Regions from separate parts of the Mus musculus genome. Here region 2 is linked to region 1. A link is a contact called in public Hi-C data. All regions are on one chromosome and are shown on one strand. The core of a region is the stretch at or near the end of the contact, and the rest is flanking DNA. Distances in the headings are between cores, read along the strand shown.

What was found. A called contact is a pair of places that touch in the nucleus more often than the background predicts.
Region 2: a Hi-C map of the N1E-115 cell line shows a contact between it and region 1, with 4 times the contacts expected there. The contact joins two enhancer-like sites. A contact is called at or near these places in 9 of 484 Hi-C or Micro-C datasets (the N1E-115 cell line, adipose-derived mesenchymal stem cells, cortical neurons and 6 more) and 1 of 9 other capture datasets (embryonic trunk).

The regions. Positions count from the first base shown.
Region 1 is chr13:115,223,157-115,228,531 of GRCm38.p6, reverse strand. No RefSeq gene overlaps it. Among named protein-coding and RNA genes, the nearest start is that of Gm25985, 110 kb to the right of the region's middle. Within about 2 kb of position 1,466, at least 10 of the 459 cell types and tissues checked have an H3K27ac peak or open chromatin away from gene starts, as enhancers often do. A contact at or near this core is called in the N1E-115 cell line, where this site is marked.
Region 2 is chr13:115,670,285-115,675,387 of GRCm38.p6, reverse strand. No RefSeq gene overlaps it. Among named protein-coding and RNA genes, the nearest start is that of Gm25985, 560 kb to the right of the region's middle. Within about 2 kb of position 1,322, at least 10 of the 459 cell types and tissues checked have an H3K27ac peak or open chromatin away from gene starts, as enhancers often do. A contact at or near this core is called in the N1E-115 cell line, where this site is marked.

The DNA.
Region 1 (5,375 bases), core at 217-2,716:
GGGGAGCGGGGATGGGTGGGTATGGGGGACTTTTGGTATAGCATTGGAAATGTACATGAGCTAAATACCTAATAAAAATGGAAAAAAAAGATTTGAATTTTAAGTAATTCATGTTAGAAATATACATTGTTTATAAAAAAAACTTTTAAAATTATGTTTTTTAAACCCTGAGCTCTTCTTAATATTTTAACATTAAAAGCACTTTGTGGGAAGTAAAGGGACCAACCAAAACCAAATATGTTTGAAAATGCCGTAAGTGGACTTGCTACTTTGAATGGTAAAATAAAATAAAACACTTTGACCATCATGGCAAAGCTTCCTGATTAGGCAAAATATGATTTCATTTTTAAATGAAAGCAGCACTCTGTATTATAGCAAACATAAATTTAATCCATCTTCATAATTTAAAATAAGCTCATTTTTCTCTTTGAGTGTGTGTCCATGCACATGCGAAAGTTGTAGGACAACCTTCTTGCTCATAATCTTTTCATACCACATACTTCGATCCCATTCTTTCTCCTTCCCCAATTCTCCCAGCTCTTCCCCACCTCACGAAGGTGTCCTCACCTGCTTCTTCAAATCTGTCTGAATACAAAATGAAAATCAAAACAAACACATGAAGGCAGTAAGACAAAGTACCAACACTAATAAGATGATATAGAACAGCCCTCCCATAATTGGAGTCCATTTTGTATTGTCCAATTAATCCTGGACATAAGGCTGGAGTGTGACTGATATATCAAGTGACACTGCACTCAAGGAATCATTCACAAAGAGTGTCTTGCTTACGGGTCTGTGTGTCCCACGTCTTCTCAGTGCTGAAGTCAGAGGATAATCTAAGGTCTTGGCGCTTTCCACGTGGTCTGAGACACGAACTCTCACTCATCACTGTGCGTATCACACGGGCTAGCCCACAAGCTGCTGTGGCATCTCCTGTCTCTGCCTGACACTTCACCTTACCAGTGCTGAGGTGCAGACGTACACTGCTGCAGAAGTGGGGCTTCCTGTGGTTTCTGGGGATCCAAACTCAGGTCTTCAGAATTGCATGGCAATTGTTTAACCTATGGACCTATCTACTCAACCTGAAAGCTGATTTTTAAAATGTAGACTTTCATTCATGTATGTTTTAGATGTATGATCATATCTCAATAAATATAAGTCTACATCTACGAAAAGTATGTCTCCAGACACACTATATGCACACGTGTGTATATGATACAAGCAAAGTGTCATTTTAGACTCTAAAATATCGTAAGTTGTGACTAGAAACCAACACCCCAATTTGAAAGCCTAACTGTAGAAACTGTGTCTGTTCCTACAGACACCCTTGGCCACAAGCTGTACAAATTAGCTGCTGACTGAGGAGTGAACCTCTCGGCATCAAAATGCACTTGGTATAATAGTCTTCACAGCCTGAAAGAGCCCCTGAGGTTATGTCTTTGACATCTGCATGCATGACTTAACACTTTGGCTATGGCTGAAACTGAGATGCCAAGCTGCGATATGTACAATGACCAAATTAGCACACCACTGCTTCTTGCTGCTGTCAAATCCCACGAGGCTCTCTTCGTGAATTATGTCATTAACTCCTTCGGCTAAGAATAGCACCGGAATAACACAGATACATAAGCATGTAGTGCAGTCAACTCTAAATGTCCCTATCTACATTCAAGCTCTCAGAAACAGAAGAATGCCTACAGAATGGTTTGGAGACAGTAACATGTTGACAACCAACAGGGTTAAATTTATGAAAAAAAATAATCTATTAGTAAAACTTGTATGATCTGATTACCCACGGGGACTGTTAGAATGTCTGCTCATTCCCAATTCACTCTGCACTAGGGAGAGATAGAAAACAAATAATACCTGTCTTGAGACAGTGGACAGAACACACACAAATAGAAAGGTGACAATGCAGTACACACGAGAATGGCCTAGATAAAATATGGTCAGCCACTGGACCTCGTAGGAATAATTCCATGGTCCTTCAGAAGTATTACTTTCTCTTGGGAGTCACTGACTTGACAGAGATCTAGACTCATTAATATTTTTACTTCCTTATCAAAAACTTTATAAAAGCCCATTACCAGTGTATATGACAACATTCCAATACACTTAGCATCAAACTTAAGGCTCTGTAAATTTACTAAAAGGATGTTGAATAAGATGGTTTTTAGATAACTGGAGGAAGAGGCAGGACAGTGTGAATGTCAAGGCTTCGAATACTGGTTCACATTCTTCCTAACTGGCAGCTATATGATGAGTCTGGCATTTGGGTAACTATCATTGTGATCTCTGCCACTGTGATGTGTACTAATCTAATTATCGAGAGCATCATAACATTTTTGTATTTTATATTAAAAAGCAAATACATCCCAAACATCCAAGAAGTTGGTGAGGGACCTTTGTTTCTTGATTCCTTTTATAAATGTTTTGCTCTTACCTTAAGAAATAGTTCTCTAGCTCCTTCATTGGGGACCCTGTGTTCAGTCCAGTGGATGGCTGTGAGCATCCACTTCTGTATTTTGTCAGGGACTGGCAGAGCCTCTCACGAGACAGCTATATCAAGCTCACATCAGCAAGCACTTCTTGGCATCTGCCATAGTGTCTGGGTTTGGTGGTTGCTTATGGAATGGAACCCCAAGTGGGGCAGTCTCTGGATGGTCATTCCTTCAGTCTCTGCTCCATACTTTGTCTATGTAACTCCTTCCATGGGTATTTTGTTTCCATTCTAAAAAAGACCAAAGTATCCACACTTTGTCTTCCTTCTTCCTGAGTTTCATGTGGTTTGTGAATTGTGTCTTGTGTATTCTAAGTTTTGGGGCTAATATCCATTTATCAGTGAGTGCATATTATGTGTATTCTTTTATGATTGGGTTACCTCATTCAGGATGATACCCTCCAGATACATCTATTTGCCTAAGAAAGTACCCAAGGGGCTGAAGGGGTTGGCAGCCCCATATGAGGAACTACAATATGAACTAACAGGTACCCCACAGAGCTCCCAGGGACTAAACCACCAACCAAAGAGTACACATGGAGGGACCCATGACTCCTGCCACGTATGTAGCAGAGGAGGGACTAGTTGGTCATCAATGGAAGGAGAGGACATTGGTCCTGTGAAGGCTCGATGCCTTAGTGTAGGGGAATGCCAGGGCCAAGAAGTGGGAGTCAGTGGGTTGCAGAAGCGGGGAGGGGGGAGAAGACATGGGGTTTGGAGGGGAAACCAGGAAATTGAATAACACTTGAAATGTAAATAATAAAGAAAATATCTAATTTTAAAAAAGAGAAATGTTTCTCTTTTTCCCCCATCCCTCCACTTGATGCCCTTTTTCTACTGATGGTGGATTCTATGAGTTTCTGCTCCCCACTGTTGGGCATTTCACACAAGGTCCCTCTCTTTGAGTCCTGAGACTCTCTCACCTCCCAGGTTTCCTTTGAGGTACTTTTGAGAGGATACTCACACACACACACCTCCCATTCCCCAAGGTCACATTTCCATTCCTTCTGTTGGCCCTCAGGGCTTCCCTCCTGTCTCCCCCTCCCCCCCTCCCCCTCCCCCTCCCCCTCCCCTCTCCCCTCCTCCTCCCCCCTTCCCCCTTCCGCCCTCCCCCCTCTCCCCCCCTCCTCCATACCTGATCATGTTCCCCTTTCCCCTCTCCCTCCCAGGTTCCTCCCTCCCTCTGCCTCCCATCTTTCTTTCTTTTTTCTTTTCTTTCTTTCTTTCTTTCTTTCTTTCTTTCTTTCTTTCTTTCTTTCTTTCTTTCTTTCTTTCTTTCTTTTTCCGGAAACAGGGTTTCTCTGAACAGCCCTGGCTGTCCTGGAACTCACTTTGTAGACCAGGCTGGCCTCGAACTCAGAAATCTGCCTGCCTCTGCCTCCCAAGTTCTGGGATTAAAGGCGTGCGCCGCTACCGCCCGGCCCACCTACCATGTTTCTTAAGCGTTCATATTTTCATTCACTGCATATCCATTCTCAAGGGCAGCATGGACCATTTGGCTACCCTCTGGGGAGGCTGTTGGTCTCCTACAAGCTTGAGAAGGAACCGCTGGAAGTGGTGGAAGCCATGTCTGTTAGAAAGATGCTTGGAAAAGGAGAAGCCACCACTTAGCCACAGAATCCCACGTTTGTGACTTTCAGCTAGTGGCAAATTTCCTTTAGGTTTTCTTCTTTACTAAGTTCCTTAAAAGGCCACACATGGCCTGCTGCTTTCTGTGTCTCAATGTGAGAACAACCTTTGATGAAGGCAGTGATTTCAAACATTCATCTCACATTTGTCTGCTGAATAGACTTCGTGAAGTGCCAACACCTACCACAAATAGCACATCAACTCCATGTTACTGTACACTTCCCTTGAAATGTGTTCTGTCACTAAATGTGTTTCTTTTTCCCACTAAATTCTGAATTCAGTTTTGGTAATTGACTTTACTTGATATGTTCCAATTAAGAATAAAATTACCAAAGCCTCTAAGATCTGGGTAAGATTTCTTTTCCCCTCTGGACTAAAGCATTTCTAAACTATGTACAACAGACTAGACTAGTCTCTTGATGTTTTAATGAGGCACATACTCAGTGTAGGTTTAAATTTCCTTGATTTTTAAACTTTTCATTATTTTTAAATTTTGTAATTCTTCTTTTGCAAATTGTCTGTTCATCTTCTCATTTGTTATGGAGTAAATTTTGAACTCTTCATATATTATAATATTAATTTTTTGTCAGATGAATACCTGGCAGAAATTTCTAATCCGCACATTCTTTCTTCTCCTACTTTTTCCTTTATTGTTCAGAATTGTATATTTTTTAAGTTAATACCATCACATATATCAATCCATATAGAAAGTTACTGACTATATTTACATTTTCAAATACTAGCTGGAGATAGTAGTGCAAGCCTTTAATCTAAGCACTTGGGAGTCAGAAAGAGGTGAGTCTCTGAGTTTAAGACCAGAAGTGGATGAAGGGAGTTTCAGGACATCCAGGACTACCCTGAGAGATTCTGTATCAAAACACACAAACACACACACACACACACACACACACACACACATCTTCAGGTATTCCCCTCAAGTTTCCTCTAGTACTTCTAACTTTTATGTCTTACATTAAGGACTTTGATCAATGCTGAGTTAATCAAGTTTTTAGAAAAATGAGGGATGAGAACCTTCGTTTCAGTTTTCTGCATGTGAATATCCAGTTTTCTTAATATGTTTTATTAAAAGACTGTCTTTCCTCCAATGTCTGCACATGGTGTATTTGTGGGAATCGGGTGTCTGCAGAAGCGGTTCTGAGAACTGCTTTGGACTCAATGCCCAGTGTTCTGTGAGTATCGTGATGTTCCTCTGTCACTGGTTTCTACAGTGTGTTTTGAACAGGTA
Region 2 (5,103 bases), core at 73-2,572, 450 kb before region 1:
TTCTTGCTCTTGAGTAGTACAAAAGGCCACACACATCCTTCATGCAATATATTCATCTGATGAAATCTGAAAGGCATCAACAAAACATGTAAACATTATCAATTTACTATGTTGTAGGAAGTTAAGAACGATAACAAATAATAATGCATGTGTTATAAATGTGCTTAAAGATTTCAAAAATTACATTTTTTTCTAATGTCCCTACCTTTCTATATAAAACCTTACATAGAAGGTTTAATTTCCAGTTCGTTGTAGATTGTATAAAATTGTTTCATTTTATGATCTCTGTAGTGAAACTCTTCGACAGGTATATAAGGGACTATAATTTAATTCAGATATGTTAGAAACTGGAAAAGGAAACTGTATACTATCTGGTAGCATAGTTAAGTATTTATAGGCATGAAAAAGCAAACTTGTGTTTAAATGATGGGTTATTTGTGTTTAGAAGCTGCTGTCCAGTGAAAAATGCAATAACATCAAAATTATAACTAATAGAATCACCTTTATCTTTTCAGGATTTTGACATTTAATATGTGTTTATAGATCTCTAGTACATGTTGGACATTAGAAAATATTGCACGCTAATGTTTACTTTGAAAAATAAATTACTTACAAAATATTATGAACTTGCGATGCCTTCAGTGGGGCTCAAGAATTATAATTACTAAATCAATGGCACATAGTTCCCATATAGTCAATTCAATTTAACTAAAATTATTTTGAATTTCATTTAAGACTCATAATGAAGTCTTATTTTTGTAAGAAAAAAAGTCAAAAGCTGCGTGAGGCTTTATTTAGAGGTTGGCTCATTATTATGCAGTAATTTATTCTTTTATGGTGTGATTTTTGCTAAAAATTCAATAGTGTGTTATTAAATAAATCATACCTATGCTAAATGCATCTCAGAAAAACACACTCCCTTGCATGTGCCACTTACCTGCAGGCTCACAGTTCATTGAAGATATTTCTGTTTATTTTGATATCTTTTGTCGAAGAAATGCACAGTAACAATGATGAGCAGACAAAGAGAGGGGAAAAGCCATTCATCCATTCATGGGTAATTGAATTCCCTCATATTTCATAAACAGACTGCCTATCTGTAGGGTTGTGCTTTATTCGAATAACTTTCTTTAAAATGATTTTTCCCTATAAGATGTTGGAATTGCAATAATGTTTAAGAACTCAAGGTCAAAACATTTTTTAAGTTAGTTTATTTGATGAATGTATTGCTGGGAAAGGAGTTACCCCCTCCTTTTCCTTCTCCCCTCTTGCCTACAAATTGCCTTTAGACTGGATGTTTATTGCCCGATGTAAAGAACAAAACAGAGAGGTAATTAAGCCTAGAATTGCCTGCTGGTACTTAATGACAGTCAGGCCATGGGCAGGAGCTTCTGGGTCCACCCAAATCTGCCAAGAAGGAGGCTTGTTTCTGAAACAAAGCCAAACAGCAAGACATCATTACTGTTAATTACCTGGTAAACAAAAGAGACTTGGTGTCTGTGGCAATGCACCAAACTTGGTGCAGCAGCTGATGCTGTAAAAGACGGTTGGTCTGACTTTGTCCCTGGGAGCATTGTGCTGAGATGATCCACCTCCGTAAAGAGCTTAAGTAATTACACTCCAACAACTGTGTTTGTAAGCTCTGTCCCTTGTCTCGCGCTTTAATGACAACAAACAACCTGTCCACTGAAACAGGTGGCATCTGCTAAGCATCACGCGGGACAAAAAAGACATAATCTCAAAGAGAAATTCATTATTTTTGAAGCCAAAGGGCACAGTATATAAAAGCAGGTGAAAGGAGTGAGGCCCATTGAAGTTTAGAAATCCTTTAATAAATAATTATGAATTAAACGAATCGACTACATTGAACAGAATTGTCAACTGCTTTTGTGAGACACTAATAAAAAAGCAAAAAAGAAAGGCTGTAATAACTGTATGTTTGTGTATAAATACACATGCATATGTTATGCACAATGTGTATTTAATGCATATATTAATGTATTTATTACATTGCTTTGTTTTCATTCCTACCCTTTATCTACTATGCCTGATAATCGACATAGATAAACTCAGAGGGATGGCGAACACAGAACATTTAAGTTCGAAGAAGATTGTACACTAAGGCTGTATGTTCACTTGTATGTGAGATGTTTGATTGGATGGATTTTAAAGTCTTAGAGAGGTGATATAGATTTAATGACTTTATCATATAGATACATGTTTTTCCTTTGCAGCTATGTAGTCTTACGTAGATTTCCCCTCATGATTATATTTCCACACAAAATAAAATTAAAATTAATATCACGTTTCTCACAGACACAGTGCACATCTGCTCTGAGCATGAGGTCCACTATGTCACTTGCTTGTTCACCAACACGCAAGTCATTATTTGCTTAGATGCAACTTTTTAGCTACGACAAGAAAAACCACAGGGTGGGCTAAATCAGTACAGGCTTGAGCATATTCGCCATGCGCATGCCCAGAGCCACAAGCTGCGTGTCAAAGCGACCACGGTTTGAACGTCTGCTTACCTGAGACACTGCTCACATTCGTAAAAGGCGAAGGACAAGGTTAGGAACACCTAGACTGTTGTTCTGAACAGTATTAGTGTGTGTTCATAGTATGCAACGATGGGTTTCATGACGTTCCCATTCAAGTGGATTGGACTCTTCTCTATTTTGACCTCCTGTTGCCCTCTGCTGCCTCCTTTCCCATTCCATCCTTCCAATTTCTTTTTTTTTTTTTTTGCTTCCATACCCGCACATATATACTCTATATATTCATAAATATTTATATATTTCATAAACACCATGAATAAAAGTTGTGATGCGGTGTTGGTCTTTCTCACTCTGGGTTATTTAATTTAGCATTCTTATTATCTCTGGTTCTATCCACTTTCTTGAAAATAACATGTTTTATACTTTATAGGTGAATGAAACTCCGAGTCCGTTGACGAATCCTTCGTGTGAGTCCACAGTTCAGCCATCGTGAACGGTGCCACAGTAAACATGGTTGTTCGACTCTCATCTGACTTACACCTCCTGGGGTGTATTTCCAGGATTGGTGCCAGTGGATCTTACCGTAATCCCACTTTTCTGTCAGAATAACCACGGTCAAATTTAAGCTTTGTAGATTCATGTGAATACTAAAGTCATATAAAAAAATCATATAAGAAGACCTGATACATACTATACCTGTGTGGGGTTGTTTTGTTGTTGTTGTTGTTGTTTTTGGTTGGTTTTTGTTGTTGTTGTTTTTGTTTTATTTAGTGTGTGTGTGTGTGTGTGTGTGTGTGTGTGTGTGTGTGTGTGTATGTTTTGTTTCCTTATTACTTGTGAGACCATTTCTAGTTGAGATGTGACTCACTTGCGAAACTAATATTACTTGTAGTAACCTTCCACTCGGTGCCCTGATGGACTTTGAAATATACATTTGCACCCACTAACAGGGCAATTAGACACCAGTGTGACCAAAACAATCACCCAATGACTCAATCCACATGTTTTTCTTCCTGCTTTGGTTGACTTTGTTTTATATGGTGTGTCAGATAAGCCATGTGCAAAGGCTCTGCGGCCAGACCTGTTATCGACATATCACTACAAGGGCCTGTCATTCGAGGTTGTAAGATTCTTGTTTTTGTCTTCATTCTCTACAGCCACGAAGCCAAGGGAAAGGATATTTCTACCTTCTGTGAAGCACGTTCTCACTCAGCTCCAGAAAGCTTCTAATATACTAAGACACAAAGCCTCTCATGAACTTTAGATCTCCTACCAGTCCTGGCCTGTGCCAGGACGGAATCAGAAGGAATTCAACTCAGCATTTTCACTCCTGTGGTTTCTCCCAATTTTTACTCCAAAGCTGTGATGTCATTATCTTCAAATAAGTGGATAAAAACAATGGGAGCTTGTTTAAAACTATGTCTCTGCATATATAGCAAAATCATCTGCCTATACAATTTTTAATTTTTGGAAGTATGTAATAATTACCTCATTGCCCCTTTCTTTTCAATTGATAAAAATTGAATTGAATTTGCCCATTTTGATACCCAGAGCCTGATTCTTTTTCCAAAATGCAGATCGCTACTTATAAACTATCATCCCTTTGTTATACACACAAATCCCTTGCTTACATTTGGTGATCAGAATATTATCCTGACACAGCAGCGCTCTACTCACCGTGGCATCTCAGAATAGTAAACTCTTCTGAGGTTTTTACGACTATCAATAATTTATATAAATGGCAAGTGTCTTGAAGTATACATACCACAGTGCTACTATAATGAAGGCAGCGTTGCATCTACCAAAACGAGCAAGTGCATAGAGCAAAATTAACCAAGAAATGACAAAACAACAGCATGCACAGTGTGCATTAGCCTTTTGAGTAGTTTTGCTTATGCAATTCCAAATTCAAGAGTAATAATAATCTATAATCTGAAATCCCTAATGATTCACACTCTACACTTATGCCAGTGACTTGCTAAAGCACAATCATAAATCACAGGTAAATCTAAGTTCCTCACCATTAACTCCTGTCCACCCTTCTATGCAGGCTCTTTTGCATGAAGATTCAAGAGTCTATTTGTTCTTGGCATGTTGATTAAAACGACCACCGGGAAATTTTATAATTTATTACCATGTGCATGTATCATAATAGTTAAATTAAATATGTACCAAATACTTATGCTAAAACATTATAAACACATATTAAATATCCCCTCATTTATATTTACATGCATTTGTATGGTATACAAGTAACATATAAGTTAAGATAAAGTTACTATTCAAGTATTATAAGTGAATTTTTAAGTCTTCATAAAAGAAAAACCAGCAAACTGTTACTGAAATGCAAATATCCTTAAGATGTCCCTTTGAAGTAGAACAACGTGGGAGCCTATGTGTCTTAGGGAACCATTTCCTCCTGTAGAGGAATTATGGTGGAGGATGGTCCTGAGCACTTATGGAAGAAGCATGCTACCCTGGAGAAATGCTCAGCAAGACACTCTCGCTAAGCAGATAGCCTTGCTCTCTGTCCTCACCTCTACAGTGGTTTCATCAATGGGAAGAAATTTTCGTCCTCTTCTGCCTTGTTTCTTCTCTTACTTTG